2 separate regions of the Mus musculus genome follow, and region 2 is linked to region 1. The links are chromatin contacts, called in public Hi-C maps. All regions are on one chromosome and are shown on one strand. Each heading gives the region's core, a stretch centred on a gene start, on an enhancer-like site or on the middle of the called end of the contact. The rest is flanking DNA. Distances are from core to core; before and after follow the strand shown. Region 1 overlaps Gm39833 (a long non-coding RNA gene). Region 2 has its middle 29 kb from the start of Gm33647.

What was found. A called contact is a pair of places that touch in the nucleus more often than the background predicts.
Region 2: a contact with region 1 is called in a Hi-C map of muscle stem cells, with 3 times the contacts expected there. The contact joins two enhancer-like sites. A contact is called at or near these places in 3 of 484 Hi-C or Micro-C datasets (the N1E-115 cell line, muscle stem cells and peritoneal macrophages).

The regions. Positions count from the first base shown.
Region 1 is chr2:61,134,468-61,142,125 of GRCm38.p6, reverse strand. The region is part of intron 2 of Gm39833 (a long non-coding RNA gene); the gene reads right to left. Among named protein-coding and RNA genes, the nearest start is that of Gm39833, 11 kb to the right of the region's middle. Within about 2 kb of position 3,020, at least 164 of the 459 cell types and tissues checked have an H3K27ac peak or open chromatin away from gene starts, as enhancers often do. A contact at or near this core is called in muscle stem cells, where this site is marked.
Region 2 is chr2:60,936,195-60,943,852 of GRCm38.p6, reverse strand. It overlaps a transcript of Rbms1 not described here. Among named protein-coding and RNA genes, the nearest start is that of Gm33647, 29 kb to the left of the region's middle. Within about 2 kb of position 3,707, at least 99 of the 459 cell types and tissues checked have an H3K27ac peak or open chromatin away from gene starts, as enhancers often do. A contact at or near this core is called in muscle stem cells, where this site is marked.

The DNA of each region.
Region 1 (7,658 bases), core at 1,771-4,270:
TTAGTCACACAGAATTATGGGTATACCTAATAGCCCTGAAATACTCACTTAATGTAGTTAAATTAATAAATCTTATGTTGTAAGTATTTATTATATACAATTTGAATATTTTAACTAATGAAAGCTTTTTTGATCTCTATCATTTTGGAGCTTGCCCCAGAATTTATTCTCCTACAAACATTTTTTTATGGAATAAAAAATTTCTTCTAAGTTTGCAAAAGCACAACTTCTAATGAAACTTAATATTTATGCAGAACAGAGCTGGAGAATCTGACAGTTTTCCTTTATCCTTTTCTAACAATAATGCTGCATCCCATCACTGATACACACGCTAGGAAATGCCCACATAAAGGCCAGTGATCACTGCCACGTCAATGTCTGAAGGTATGCTTCTTGTGGCCATTACATTCAATATTTTACCTAGTAACTTTGAAATATATGCAAACTGTCACACAGATGTTTGCAGATGTGGTCCATTAGCGGTTAAAGAATGACAGTCCACAACATGGGAGACCTACTTCATCACTCCGTGCAGAGAGCTGAGCCTTCTCAATCTCTCGTTGAATAAATGGAAACCATTTTGCAATCGCTTCAGGTTACTGTTCACTTCAAACAAGAAAATCTGTATTAGTATTCCTACAGGGGATTTGTAATTTTAGTCTCACGAGTCCAACACATAACAGATGAACTACTTTTTAAAATACCCCCCACAGAGTTGATATTTGGGGGAAAAACATAACTTGCAGTTTAAAAATGCAAATACATTTATTTATTTTAAAAGAAGCAAAACGTGAAACGTCAGAATGGGCTGATGAGAAGCGAATGTTTCCCCGGTGCTGTTCATTTGTTTGCACTGGAGAGAAAGGCTCTGCTCACCAGGGCCACTTCACACAGCAGCGCTGACCTAAATTATCTTTTGCTTTCCATCTTGGTATTTGGCTGCACAAAAGAAATGTAAAAAAGAGAGAAAAGAATTTCTGCCAAACATTCGCCAAAAGTTGAGACTACTAATTCAGTAAGAATAACTTCATAGCTCTGTCATGCTATATTTGTTTGGATGGATGGATGGATGGATGGATGGATGGATGGATGGATGGATGGGCAGATGGATGGATCGATCAGTGGATTAATCAATGGATGGATGGATGGATGGATGGATGGATGGATGGATGGATGGATGGATGGATAGATTGATCCAGGAAGGGTCACATGTAATTGATATTTATTTACTTACTTAGACATGGTGTCATATAGCCCAGACTGGCCTTCAACTCCTAACTCTTTTGCATCCACCTGCAATTGCAGGCATCTGCTATCACTAACAACAACATCTGGCGTTGTTTTACAATGTCATGGCTTCATCAGCTCATTGTTAGAGCAGCATCATGGTTTAGATGACATAGTCTCGGCAGACAGGTGTAGTTTTGGAGGTGAAGTCCTTTGCTTCTACTTCTATTCTAACAATGAGGATGTGAGCCTCCAGCTCTCCTTAAAACCTTCTGCATTGCCAGGTCGTGATGGCGTACACCTTTAATCCCTGTACTCTGGAGGCAGAGGCAGGCCAGTCTCTGAGTTTGAGGCCAGCCTCCTCTACAGAGCAGGTTCCAGGTCAGCCAGAGCTACACAGAGAAACCCTGTCTTGAAAAAAACAACCGTCTTCTTTGTCTCCCTACCATCTGTTTCTATTATATATAATAAATATCACTGGAGCTTTCTTCCTAAGTTTCAAAGAAAAGGCAGAACAAAAAACCAAAATAATCAACCTCCTCTATCTCAACTTGAATTCTTTCTCTAATATTTCTTTTGTTTTTCCCTTTGAGCAATAGTTTTTATTTCTTCATCATTACAATTTACATTTCCCTGATTTGACTATAAAGCTCATGCAGAGCATAGCATAGCATATTTTATTTATTTATTTATTTATTTATTTATTTATTTGATATTTTCTTTATATACATTTCAAATGCTATCCCGAAAGTTCCCTATACCCTCACCCACTCACTCCTGCTTCTTGGCCCTGGCATTCCCCTGTACTGAGGCATATAATGTTTGCAAAACCAAGAGGCCTCTCTTCCCAGTGATGGCCAACTAGGCTGTCTTCTGCTACCTATGCAGCTTTCTTCCCCGGCATTTCTTTTCATAAATTGACATCATATAGGAATAAGATATGCAGTATACATTGTCACTAAATCATCCCTCCCCATGCTCTCCCAATGTCCAGTCTAATCCTAGTTTGTTTACTGTGTTCCTTCTCCACAAATCCAGGAGAACTGGGAAGACAGTTTATGGGGAGGGAAACAGAACTGAGAAAAGCTGGACTTCTCCTTTGCAGACAGTTGGTAGCAACTGGGGGGAAACTAAAACTCTTCACATACTCTTAGCTCATCCTAATGGTTACACTTTCCTGACTATCCAGCCAATGCCTAAAGCTGTTCACAAAACTTCTGGAAACTTAAAATCCCAAGCAGCGAGAGCTTGATAAATTGAAGACGCTCTTCACTTCCTCTCAAGAGCCTCGGAGCACCGAAAAACTCGCCGAGGAGAGCTACTGCAGCCGCTTTGCACAGCACATTTTTGCTGTAGAGATTTGGAGTGGTGTAGGTCGAAATTTTGACCCTAAGCACCGGGAAGTTCCCGCCCATGATGTGAATCCCGAGAAACATCTGGAGTCTTGTGCAGTGAATCTCTAAATCTTCATTTCCCCATGTGGTGCGCACACAGGTTGTACGTTATGATTTAATCAGCTGTCTTTAGAACAACAGGCACTTGGAATTCAAACACATTAGAAGGGATGGTGGTGTTTTGAGAGTAACAGCAGGACCACACTTCTGTCCCAGAGCAGCCCTGGCCGAGAGTTCCTAGGATCCTTTTACACTTGTACAAAGTAAACTTTCCTTCCTTTGGTCAAAGGGACAGGGCATGCGCTATCTCAAAGAAAATCCACTGCTCTTGCGCCTCGTGACTCACCCAGAGACTTGGTTCAACATTAGGTCACCGTGGAACACTGACTGTAGCAGAAACACATAAAGTCTCCAAACGGGGGAGAGGAGGACGCTATTCCGGAATCCTGTTGCCAGAGTAACATAAACCCAGTGTGTTTTCACAAGGAAATGAGTCACTTGTTTCTGTTGGCTAAAACTCTGTTTTCTTTAATTTCATATTTTAGCTTGTTTAATATATGCCGAAAGAGCCCAGGGTTTCCAGTTTTCAGACTGGGATAACTTGCTAATTAAAAGCTCAACAGAGGGTTTTGCATGGCAATTAAACCAAAGGGGATAAAAGGAACACTCTGGCAAGCAGAAGCACACAGGGAACCAGAACGGGGAAGCAAGAGCACTCAGGGCACAATCAGCTGTCCAGAGGGAACAGGAGGGGGATGTGCACCAGGAGGCCCCCAGAAGAAAACAACTCCAAAAGTCATCCACTGGAATGATACAGCACCCTCAGACCAAGTTAACATCTCCTTACCCGGATTCACTGGGTACTGGCATGTTTTTCTTTCTTTTAGATGGTCTACATTAGAAGGCATAGGAGTCACAAGGGCCACGAGATGCAGACTGGAATATAGGCAAGGAAAGGGAGAGCAACCATCTATGGGGCATCAGGAAGCAACAAGGACTGCGACATTCAGCAGAAAAGTCCTCAGTGTTTGGTATAGATGGCATGCATCTGGTGGTTGGGTTTATCCTGTGGGGTTCTAGATGAGGCTTTTTTTTTTCCTGAGATGCTAAAATATCATTTCTCAGTTTCCTAGGAAGGCTATCGTGTGTGTGTGTGTGTGTGTAATAAAAAAAGGTCAACCTTCCCTTAGACTTACTGTAAGTATCATACAGTTAGTTATATACAGAGCATCCCAGTAACAAAGAGGAGAGAGGGGGTGGGGGAAGGGGAGGGGAGGGGAGAGGAAAAGAGAGAAGGAGGGGAGGGGAGGGGAGGGGAGGGGAGGGGAGAAGAGAAGAGAAGAGAAGAGAAGAGAAGAGAAGAGAAGAGAAGAGAAGAGAAGAAAGAGAAGAGAAGAGAAGAGAAGAGAAGAGAAGAGAAGAGAAGAGAAGAGAAGAGAAGAGGAATCAGACCTGGATAATTTTTAAATGCCATCAGAGAGACTGGAGGAATAAATAGGGAAATGAAGCTTCAGTGTAAGGAAAGAAAGCTGGCTGATAGCCTTGGTTATAGGCAACAGTAGGGAAGCCAAAGGAAGAGGGGATTGGGGACAATATCTATAGTGATAGGATCCTTAGGAAGTCAAATGTTCCCATAAGGCAATAAGTGGAGGGTTGGTTTCAGGGGCTGCAGAAGAGATTCTTATCTACAAAGTAGGTAGTACTGACCTACTTACTCAAATGTTATGAAAAGCAAGCACTAAAACCCACCCGTAGTTATACAAGCTGACCATGTATTTGAGGAAAGACTAGCAGAAGGGGAAGTGGAAGCTGTATTTAGTATTTGACTTCCTTTCTAACATTTTTACTTGATATTCAATGCTAGGCTCCAACACCAGTATTTAAGATTCATAGAAAAGCTTTCTCCTCTAAACCAGAGAGTCCTCATGGCTTCCTCATTTCTGCCAACGTTGCTATCATTCTGTCTGTCTGTGTGACAATCTGTGTGACAATCTCAGACTCCAGAGCCGCCTCTGAGTCTTCCCTTCCCTTCCCTTCCCCCCTCTACCCTGCATTCCCTCCTTCTTATCTCCTTATCTCCTTCTCTGCTTCCCTTCCTCCCTCTCTCCCTCCCTCTCCCCCCCCCACACCCCCACATCCTATGTGTCTGATCACTCACCACCTCACCACACTTACAGGGTTTTGTGTAGTATTCTATTATTCTATTGTGTAGACATGCCTTCTTGACTTTTTTTTTTTTTTTTTTTTTTTTTTTTTTTTTTTTGTAGCCAAGTCCGTCCTTGTCCAGAACCCTGGCTGTCACTTCACAGCTCATTTATCACAGCCATTTTCTAACTGGTCTCTGCCTGCAGTCACTCACTCCTGCAATCCATCCTAGTGGTTACTGCAGATGGGCTGTTGTGAAATTCCACTAAACATGTGGGGTGGGGCTGTGGGGAGCTCAATCCTGCTCAAAGCTACCATGACATCCAAGTTTAGGTATGCAAACTAGTGCTCAAGTTCTCCATATTAATAGTTCCTCATTCACCCAGCTTCATCTTCCATGCCTCTCATCTGAAATCCTTCTCTCTGAGCATGTCACTCCCTCTCCTTTCTCCCCTCCCCCCACTTAAAGATGCTCCTCCCCCTGGAAAATAGCCCCACCCATTTCATTCCTACACTCTCAGGTCTCACCTCGCTGACCAGCTCCCTCCTCCCCAAAGCTTGCAGGTATTCTGCGCCATAATCCAGCTTATATTTATTTAAAATTTTTAAATATTTAAAAAGTGAATTTGGATCTTGTTCAAAAATAAAATCGTACCTTTCTAGACAGGTGTACTGGACTGTACCTGTAGACCAGTATACTCAGAAGGCTAAGGCAGGAGGATTGCTTGAGATAAGGAGTTGCTAACCTACCTGGGCAGCCTCTTGAGACTGCCATCTCAAAAATAAACTAAATGAATAAAGAATGCTTAACTTTCTGAAGAAAGGTCTTATTGGAGGATTCTATAGTTTCAGTGACATTCTATATTCTCAGTGAATACACAGCCTATAGTGAGTATTTCTTGAATAAAGAGGGTAATTATCTTAATAATGTCATCTGTAGCTTGTGAGGCTGAGTTGAATGTTTTTAATACATTTTAATGAGTGTGTTTTCAAGATGTTCATAACTTCCTTTATAGACATCATTTGTTCATCTTTCATGCATGTCTGAAAAATTTAAGAACATTAATTAAATGTCTAATCAATTTGCATCATAATTAGTTCCCTCCAAATCCTTATTTAGCACCATGGTCTTTTTTTTTTTTTCCTTTAGAAACATTTCTTTCTTCTCTAGATATTTTTCCTGCAACATCTGCATTTGTATTATGTAGGCTTCATTAATTCTTCATTTTATCCTTGTATTTTTAAGCCACTACTTAGCTTCTATAGTTTACACTAGAAAAGTACAATGTATATATACAGTCTTCTATTTTTTCTGTTGAATAGAGTAATTTACAAGAAATGACTATACGCATTTGCGACTTTGGCAGATGAAAGCAAATCAGCACCTGTATGAATGTGAGCCCATGCCCACAGACGCCATGAACACCTGTCTCTGCAAGGCTTTACTCTTGCAGTGCATTGCCAGACTTTTAAGAGGTTCTGTAAGTTTCATGAGTAGAAAAATTACTAATGGTAGCAGCTTTTAAATCACCCCTATTGAAGTTTAATTAATATAAAAATCTGATTACTTTTTGACCAATGCATATACCTATGCAGTCACTACCACAGCAGGCATAGAATATCTCCATGAACCACGAGGATTCCTCCTTCCCCTCTGTATCTAAGCCCTGTTTCCATTTTTAAGCCCTGACAACCAGCCACTGCTGTTCAGTTACTATAGCTCTCTACTTTCAGAACTTGATTTAAAGGGATCACAGAGTATACACTCTTCTAAACAGCTTCTTTTTTTTTTTTTATAGCAAAAGTTTGTAAGTATCTTTCATGCCAATGTGTACAGCAACCTTTAATTCTTTTTTTTTTCCTTAGAGAGCAATAATCTACTGCTGGGATGACAGTGTTTTGAGATAGTCATTTTTGTACTAGCCAGGCACAACCTGTAAGCCACTCTAATAAGTCCCCTTTTATTATACGTAGATTCATTCCATCACTTCCATTCTTCTAGAGAACCTGATTAACACAGCATGATAAGCCAAACCTTTGTTTCGCCCACTTACCGGTTGAGGGGCATATATTATCCTGTCCTGTTTAGGGCTATTATGAATGAAACCACTATGAATGATTAAATATAAATGTTTATATAAAGGTATATTTTCATTCTCTTGTATAAACAACTAAAAGAACTATGAGATTAGTGAGTGTTATGGTATCTATTTTTAGCACTGTAAGAAGCTGTCATCATTTTCCAAAGTGGATGTGCCATTTCTTAAACCCCTGTAGCAGTGTGTGAGCAGCCCTCACACGTCCTCATTTACACCACGTCATCACCAGTACAAAACATCATCGGCTTTAAACCGCAGTCGCTTTAGGGGTTTCGGGCTGGTAACTGAAGTTTTAGCTCATTTTGTCTCCTTGTCATCGTCAGTGCTGAGGATCATTGCCTATATTACTTCTACATTTTTGAAAGAGTGTCTTTTTCACATACTTATCTGTAATTCCTGAGACAAGCAGTATCACCAGTTTCAGACTTTGGAATATTTGTTTACACATAGTGAACAATTTCAGGGGTGTGTTTCACAGACATCTTGCATGCAGAGCTGAAAAGCTATTTTATACCGTGGCTGTTAAAGTATCCATGCTTTGATGGTCACCTGTTACAATAGGTTATGCAAGGAATTTTCTATTTGTAACACCATCTTGCTGCTGAAAAGCTTCAGATGTAAAAGCGATTCCGATATTAGGTTTCCAGGTTGGGGCTGTTCAGCAGGTATCTAGAAATTTGTTGTTATCGAGTTTAAATAAACTTATATACCCCAGGTAAAGTACAGTGTCAGGAATAAGGGTAGTTTACAGGTAGAACACATACATATACACCACAGGAGATTTGAATTCAAT
Region 2 (7,658 bases), core at 2,458-4,957, 200 kb after region 1:
GCTCTACTTGCACTTCTGAGAACATTTAATCTTCTCTTTTAAAGCTTCTAGAAATCAGAAGGAAAAAAAAAAAAGAATGACGAGGCTTATGGTTGTTCCATAAAGAGAAACATGTCACACTGTAAATATGAAATAGCATCTGTATTGCAAATGAGAACTATTTTGTACCCTTGTTGGAGTCCACGGGCATTTCCTGATTTCCTCTCCTCTGTATGAACCCACCTTCTGCCTAACCTTCCAACCATGCTTTCGTTAGCCCGTAGTGAATAGACTGAAGGATTAGGTCTGAGACTTCTGCTGTTTGGAAGGATTATGTTCTGGGCTGGAGCGATGCCTCAGAGGATGAAGGTTTTCCATTCATCTAAGTAGGGTCCCTAGGACCTTCTCAATGGAAGGAGAACCAGTTCTTGCAAGTTGTGCTCTGGCTTCTACCAAAACATACAACAAGAGAATTTACACACACACACACACACACACACACACACACACACACACCCGCACAGTGCATAAAGCAAATCAATTTCTAATTTTTATCATGACTCATTATTACAAATGTCTATTGCTGCACATAAGAATTTTGTTTTTTATTATGTGACGCTAACATAAAATTTACTATGCCTTTTTATCCTTAAGGTGAACGTGAAAGCTAAGGTGATGGTTTTGGTTTCATGGGATTTCTCTCTCTCTCTCTCTCTCTCTCTCTCTCTCTCTCTCTCTCTCTCTCTCTCTCTCTCTCTCGCAAGCAGAACATCAGGACATTTTCCCAAGTCCCCATTCATCTCCGTGTGGAGACACTGCTAAAATTCCACCGAGTATCATTTGCCGAGGCCTTGCACATCACACACAGAGTGTAAAATAACACTTAACACAGATGCCACTCTAAGTAAGAAGATGCTACTACTTTGCTTCTTCCCATTCTCTTCTGAAGGGATCGTGTCGGAAACCTGGCCACCTCAGAGGTCCAGTGAGAGGCTGTGCGAAGCAACGCCCCTGCTCTCAAAGCACAAGCTATGCCTCACTCTGTGTCTCACACTCCTTTATGTGTTCTTTAAGTGTGTATAATAATCTTTAGACTTAAGCTTGCTTTTTTTTTTGTCCATTTAATTGAGTTCTTGAGATGATAATAACATAATGCAATTTTTAGCTTACTTTTACATGTGGTAAAACACATAATTAACTCACAATGTTTTATGAAAACTATAAAGGATAAAACCACCTTTCTTCTCTAACATGGGTGCAGTTTACCTGTTGCTATGGTAACTAGGTAAACACTAATATAGCTAGATGGGTATGAAATTATTATATAAATTGTGTTGGAAATTCTTCATTGGACCCTTTAAAATAGGCATCTGATTAGAGAAAGAAAAGGCTAGTACCAGAAGGTGCCAAACTTCCAAGGGAGGGAAGCAAAGAATAATAGTCTTACCCAGCTATGACATCTACGAAAACCACCAACCAGCATGGCACCTGTCGATAGGACTAAGGGTGTCATACTGGTGCACATACTTTGGTGGTAACTAGAAAGTACACGGGTCTCACGGTGACTTCTTGTGAAGCCATCAATCTTGGAGGAGACTCTACAACCACTATTACAGCATAATCCTGAAGGCCATCTCAATATTTATCCTGTACCCACAGAGAAGTGTGGTTCTCATCCCCTTCGAAGAAACTTCTCTGCACAACAGAGGCCATATCATAAAACCACAATGTGTCAAAACCCAAAGAACAATGTATCAAAACCCAGTACCAGCGCAAACATGAACACAGAGCTCTTGCACCCAAGGCTCAGAGATCATTGTAGAAGAGTACTTGGAAAGATTGTGGAGCAAGAGGAACAGGAAGTTTGCTGTAAGACTGTGTCTCCTAGAAATGTCAAAGAGGCTACACCCATGAAGTCTCATCAACATGGCTGCTTAAACAAGACCTGAACAGTGACGACAACACAGTGGAGAGCAGCATGGGGGAAAGCCCGGAAGGCCTCAATCCTAGACAACTTAAGAGTGGAGGGGGGGGAGGGGGGGAGGGGATGATCTTCCTTAGGGGAGACCCTTCCAGTTGGCAATCCAATACCAAGTGGTCAGCTCTGAGATCATCTGCACACAGGTGACAGTGAACACACTGAGAAGATTGCATTTAGGAATAGATGTTGCATAGATGAGAAGGTTGCATATATTTAGGAATAGACATTTGTAACAACTAAAGAAAAAGAGGCCATGAATTTGAGAAAGAGAAAGAGGTGCATGGGATGGATGGAGGGGAGGGATTAAAAGAGAAGGGGGAAATGATGTCATTATATTCTACTTACAAAACATTTAAAAAGTCATTGTAGGAAAGAAAGGAAGAAAAGATGCAAGCTCCAGAAGAGAAGTAGTCAAACTCTTTGAATATTGAAAGAGAGTTGAGGGGGTGTAAATGTGCGTCGCTGAGAAAGAGAGTTTTCAGAGCAGACTGTTCGGGTATTTTATACCAATTATGTGCAGCTATTGCTTTGAATAATTTCTCTGCCCTGCTGAGATTTCCTTTTTACAAATCCTGGCGCAATTATAAGATGGAAGTCTGGAATGTATAAACAGTGTCCTTTGAACAGTAAATGAGGCACATTCTTCTAAACTCAAGGGTAGGAATGTGCTACCTCTTACCCTATGTTCTCTGCCTTCCTCTCCCTCCTAATCAAAAGCTCAGAAGCCAGTGTGGAGTTCAACAGTGTATAGAAACGTGACTTCTCTTTCTTTCTTTCTTTCTTTCTTTCTTTCTTTCTTTCTTTCTTTCTTTCTTTCTTTCTTTCTTCTTTGAACAGTTTAAAATAATAGTTCCATCAAATTAACAAAATCTTGAGGTTGCTCTGACATTATAGCCAGTACACTTAATTCCATCTTGGGCGGCCAGTGTTCAGAATTCCTCATTCGGCTCTGTTCTGTTTCCAACCTTAACAGGAGAATCTGTGATAGATTGCCTTCCCCTTTAGCTTTGAAACTAAACCCTAAATCCTGTGCCAAGTCGGTGCACTTGGGGTGTGGGGGATGGGGGGGAATGATACCCTTGGAGCAGAGCATCAATTTCTAAGTTTCTGATTTCCTAAATGCCAGCTGGTTTGTGGCAAAGCAGTGTGTACTGGTGATGGCTAACGGGGTCTAAAACCCTGAAGAGAAGTGAACTGCCACTTGAAGTTAACTGTACAAAGCCCGAACTCCATTGTGTAGCAGAACTCACAGACCTTGCACAATGTTTACAGTAAGGTTTGGAGAGTTGCCTAGTGCTGGACTATATACAATTAAACAACGTGGTTGAACGGCCTTTCATGCTAGCCCTGCCCAAGGGGGGCCAGCGTGCACACGTGATCATTCTTGGAACTCTTAACATAAACAGGAATGCAGAACCTTGATGTGGAATTCCAAGTGCACGCTGGATTTTTTTTTCACATAAGTCCCCATAGAAGCTAAAGATAGCAACAATAAAGGGATCGCCAAAAGTGAATTATTTCTCTGTCAAAGAATGTAGTACTTTTATTTTGTGTGCAACTGAGCCTATGCAATTTTCTTTAAGCTGAGCTCAACATAGGAGAGTGTTTAAATTAATTACAAGATGGATTTTTTTGGAAAATAATGCTGGGAAATAATACAAAAGAATGCTTCCTGGGTCTTCCTGCCATGGTTTCTCTGAAAAGAGCTGGAATGATATGAGAGCTGAAAGTGAAACCAACCACTGGCCAGTTGCAGTCCACGCCATGTTTAAGAAGTTAGATTAGACCAACTTACCATTACAGTTAGCCCAGAAGGGAAAAGTCCTTGATGTTGATGGCGACAATAGGGGGAAACCATACAATGAGCATGATTTATTTAGTCATTTGGGGGAAGGGTGGAAATACATAAGGGATTGATTTATAGTTCTGTTGTCCAGAAATATAAATATATATTTTTAATGTACCTATTGCGTTTTCCCTAAAGTATCTTTCCTTTCAGTTTCTCAGGGGTGTTTGGCTTTGTAGTTCTGAAAAATAGTTTATATTGACACCAACATGAAGCATGGCTCTGTTGTCTGACATGGAAAGACCAAAAGCCGACTCAGTACCAGGATGATCTGAGCTCACCCCAGGCCCCTAGAGCCAGTGGCTCCAGCTGTTTCTGCCTCCAGTTTCTATTCTGTTGTCTGACATCAGGAAGTGTGTTAAGCATGATATTAGAGAGGTTTGAGTGGCTGAATACAAAGTGTTCCTGTTGTGTGTGCAACACAAATGACCACTGCTCACAAATGGGAGAATATGTGATGTATATGCTGGCCCTGGCAGAGCACTTCAAACTATTAAAAAATTACCTCATACATGTAACTTTACATGTTAAAGTTGCCTGTTTGCTTCCCTCTATCTGTCCTGAAACTCACAATTTAGAGTCTATATTATAAATCATGTTTTATCCTTTGATTTTTCTATATTATAAAGCCCCCACCCCCAACTTCTCAAAATCTCATCAAAAGATGTGAAAGTCTATCTTGAGTTAGACAAAAAAATATTCAGGACAAGGATTTGAAGGTACTTGTGAGCGTGAAGGAGGGACTTTGGAGTACTGGCTGTCAGTCAAAAAAGATCACTCTGTTGATCCAAATAGCCTTTAAATAAACAATTGCTAAACTATCTTTAATTGTACCTTTATGTGTTTAGGGTACAGTATTGCATATACAGCCATGCATATTTATGAATTCCAACTGGTTTATTTTTTTTCAAGGAAATAAATAATTTCAAACATCTCTTTCTAGTATTAATTTTTTTATAATGTAGAAGAAAGCTGATTGTGATATTTTCTGTAAACTTTAAAAATAATCTCTCATAAATTAATATTTTCTCTTTTACTGAAAAAAATCCTAATTTAAAAAAATGGTTGCTTTGTAGAAATCTCTCCTTTTGGTTCTCCTTTTGTTGTTATTAAAGGGTGCTAATCTTAGCAAATCAGAGTGACCAGTTTATATGCATCTGAATTCTGTATCTGGTGACATTGTGTTTTCAGCTTCATTGGATTAAGTGACTTTTTTTTCTTCATGGTAAGTGTTGTTCTTTTGAGTAAGAGATCATGTTGGATTGCTACCTTTTCCATGCGATTCTGAGTCACCAGACTAGTGATCCAGCTATGACTGAAAATGTAGTGATCTGTCAGGCATACCTTTACACATATAGAAGGCTATGCATCAGTTGTGCATTTTCTACCTCATCTTCTATGCAGATATTGAGACGACTGTGCACCGCTTCTTTCGAAGGCTGTGTTGATGCAGACATCGAATGAAGTAGATATGGATGGGTCTGAGAAGCCATTCTTGGGTTTAATCACATCACCATTAAATTATGATAAAGATCTGTGCAGTGATACTTTTAAGGAGGCATATTGATCATTTAGAATTGGGAAAGCATAGTCTCTGTGTGTGTGAGAGAGAGAGAGAGACCACAATACAGCGTGGCTGGAATGGAACATAACGACTAACATCACTAATCCAAGACGGAAGTCAAAGATGGCTTCCGGAGAGATGCCTCTGGAAGAAGCAGACAGTAACCCTAGTTTTTGTCCAGGGGAAATAAAACATCCTTTATGGATGAGATGACACTTGTGAACAGTTCTGGAAGATGACAACAGTGGTGGGCAGTGGTGTTTGTTTGGGAATAGGAGAAGAAAGAAGCAGGACAGGGCCTGTGTGTCTTGTGTTCAGACTGTCAGAGCAAAATACCGCTGGCTCTGTGGCACTGGCCACAGAGATGCTTTTTCTCACAGCTCTATGGCTAGAAGTACTTGATTAGTAAGTGGAAGAGAAAGAAAGGTGTTTAATCCCTGCCACAGCTAGCGCACTCTCCAGAGCTAGCCCACTCTCCAGAGCTAGCCCACTCTCCAGAGCTAGCCCACTCTCCAGAGCTAGCCCACTCTTTGGAGGAAGGCATCCTGACTCTGAGGCTCTGTTCTTGTGATCCTATTACCTTCCACTTGGCTGCACTTCCCAGTACTGCATACTGGGATCTATGTTTTCCAGCCCGTTTTGATGGGATACACTGTCTGCAGACCCATTCAGGTAAACCAAATTTTATACACACACACACACACACACACACACACACACACACACACACACACATATATATACACACACATACACACACACACACACACACACACACACACACACACACACACACACACACACTACTTCAATTTAGAATTCCACTTTGTAAGACTGAACACTAGAAATAAATCCTACACAGCTGAGGGAACTTCCCAGCAGGTATAGATCATGGTACAATTAGAATTTATTAACGGAAGGACATTGTTACTAATAACAACAACAATGACAGTCACGATGATGGCTATCATTACCCCTTATTAAATATTTACGCAAGGCAGGCTCCGATCCAGGAATTCATATGTATGCAAATCTGTTAAAATATATAGCTAGGCATGAGTATATTTCCTGGTAGAATAAACAATAAGAATAAAAGGACAGTGATAAGTTAATGTAGTTGCTAAACAGAATAAATTCCATCTACAAATATCCATTTCATGTAATCAGGAAAATAATATGCACTCTGCCGTGTGGGGAGTGATGTTGCTGTTTTATACTGACAATTTGAAATTGTTGATTAACATATGCTAGAAAGTAAAAATAAATTCGGTTGAGAGAATAATATTTGGGGAGTGTGATGTGCAGCTATTCCAAGCAGAACACCAGCTTGAGTCTTCGTCGACACCCGCACAACAGTCGTGTCTGTACGGGTTTCCCATCTTGGCTCTGGAGTGAGTGTCATACTCCAATGAAACCATACTTAACATCATTTCATCACTGAGCTTCAGGTGCAGCTGGTGCTGGCCAAGAGTCTTTTGTTCCGAGTCTCCATTGTCGTCCTCCCTTTCCAGACATGCGACGTGGTTCCGAGAAGCCCAATTTCCATTGTTTTGTCTGTGCGCCGAGAGATCAGCTTTATATTCTTTAGGTTTTATTTTTTTGAAAGGTGTTAATCCCTTGCAGTGTTACACTGAGACGTGTGCATCCTATAATTATACACGTTAGCTTATAGTAACTGGTGTCTCTGCGGAATTGCTCCTGAATTTATATACTTGTGCGAGAGCCAGCAGTAGGCTTGCCAGTAAGGCCCTCAGAGAAAACAGAAGGCGCTCATATAGATTCTAAAATTAATGACACTTTAAAGACGGAGGGTCTCTAAGGAGGTGGCGATCAGTTGTGCACCTACAAAGCCCTGGGTTGTGAATCTGGTGAAGTGACCCATGAAGAAACTACAACCTGCTAGAGAAATGAGCTTAGAAGCCAGCCCCACGCCTGTCTCTCAGTGTTCAGAAGCTCTGTGTGGGCAGAAATCTCAGAGACATGGGGCGAGACTGATGGATGAAGAAGTCTCAGGCATTGGAGATAGATCCTCATAGGGGTTCTGGATTCTGCATCTTTGGCATTTGGAGGAAAGGATGCTTTGAGTTGGACATGAGGGTGAACTTGGAAAACAGCTGGCAAATACCACAAGAGAATGTACTAGTGTGTCAGCCCAGCTGACCCACAAGAAATTTGAAGAGTATTTATTTATAATATGTCTAACTTTTGTATTCTTTCCCTCTTCCAATCTCTCTGTATTTGTTTACAAACAGTTAAGTCAGTCAGCCATGTTTTGGTATCTCAAATGG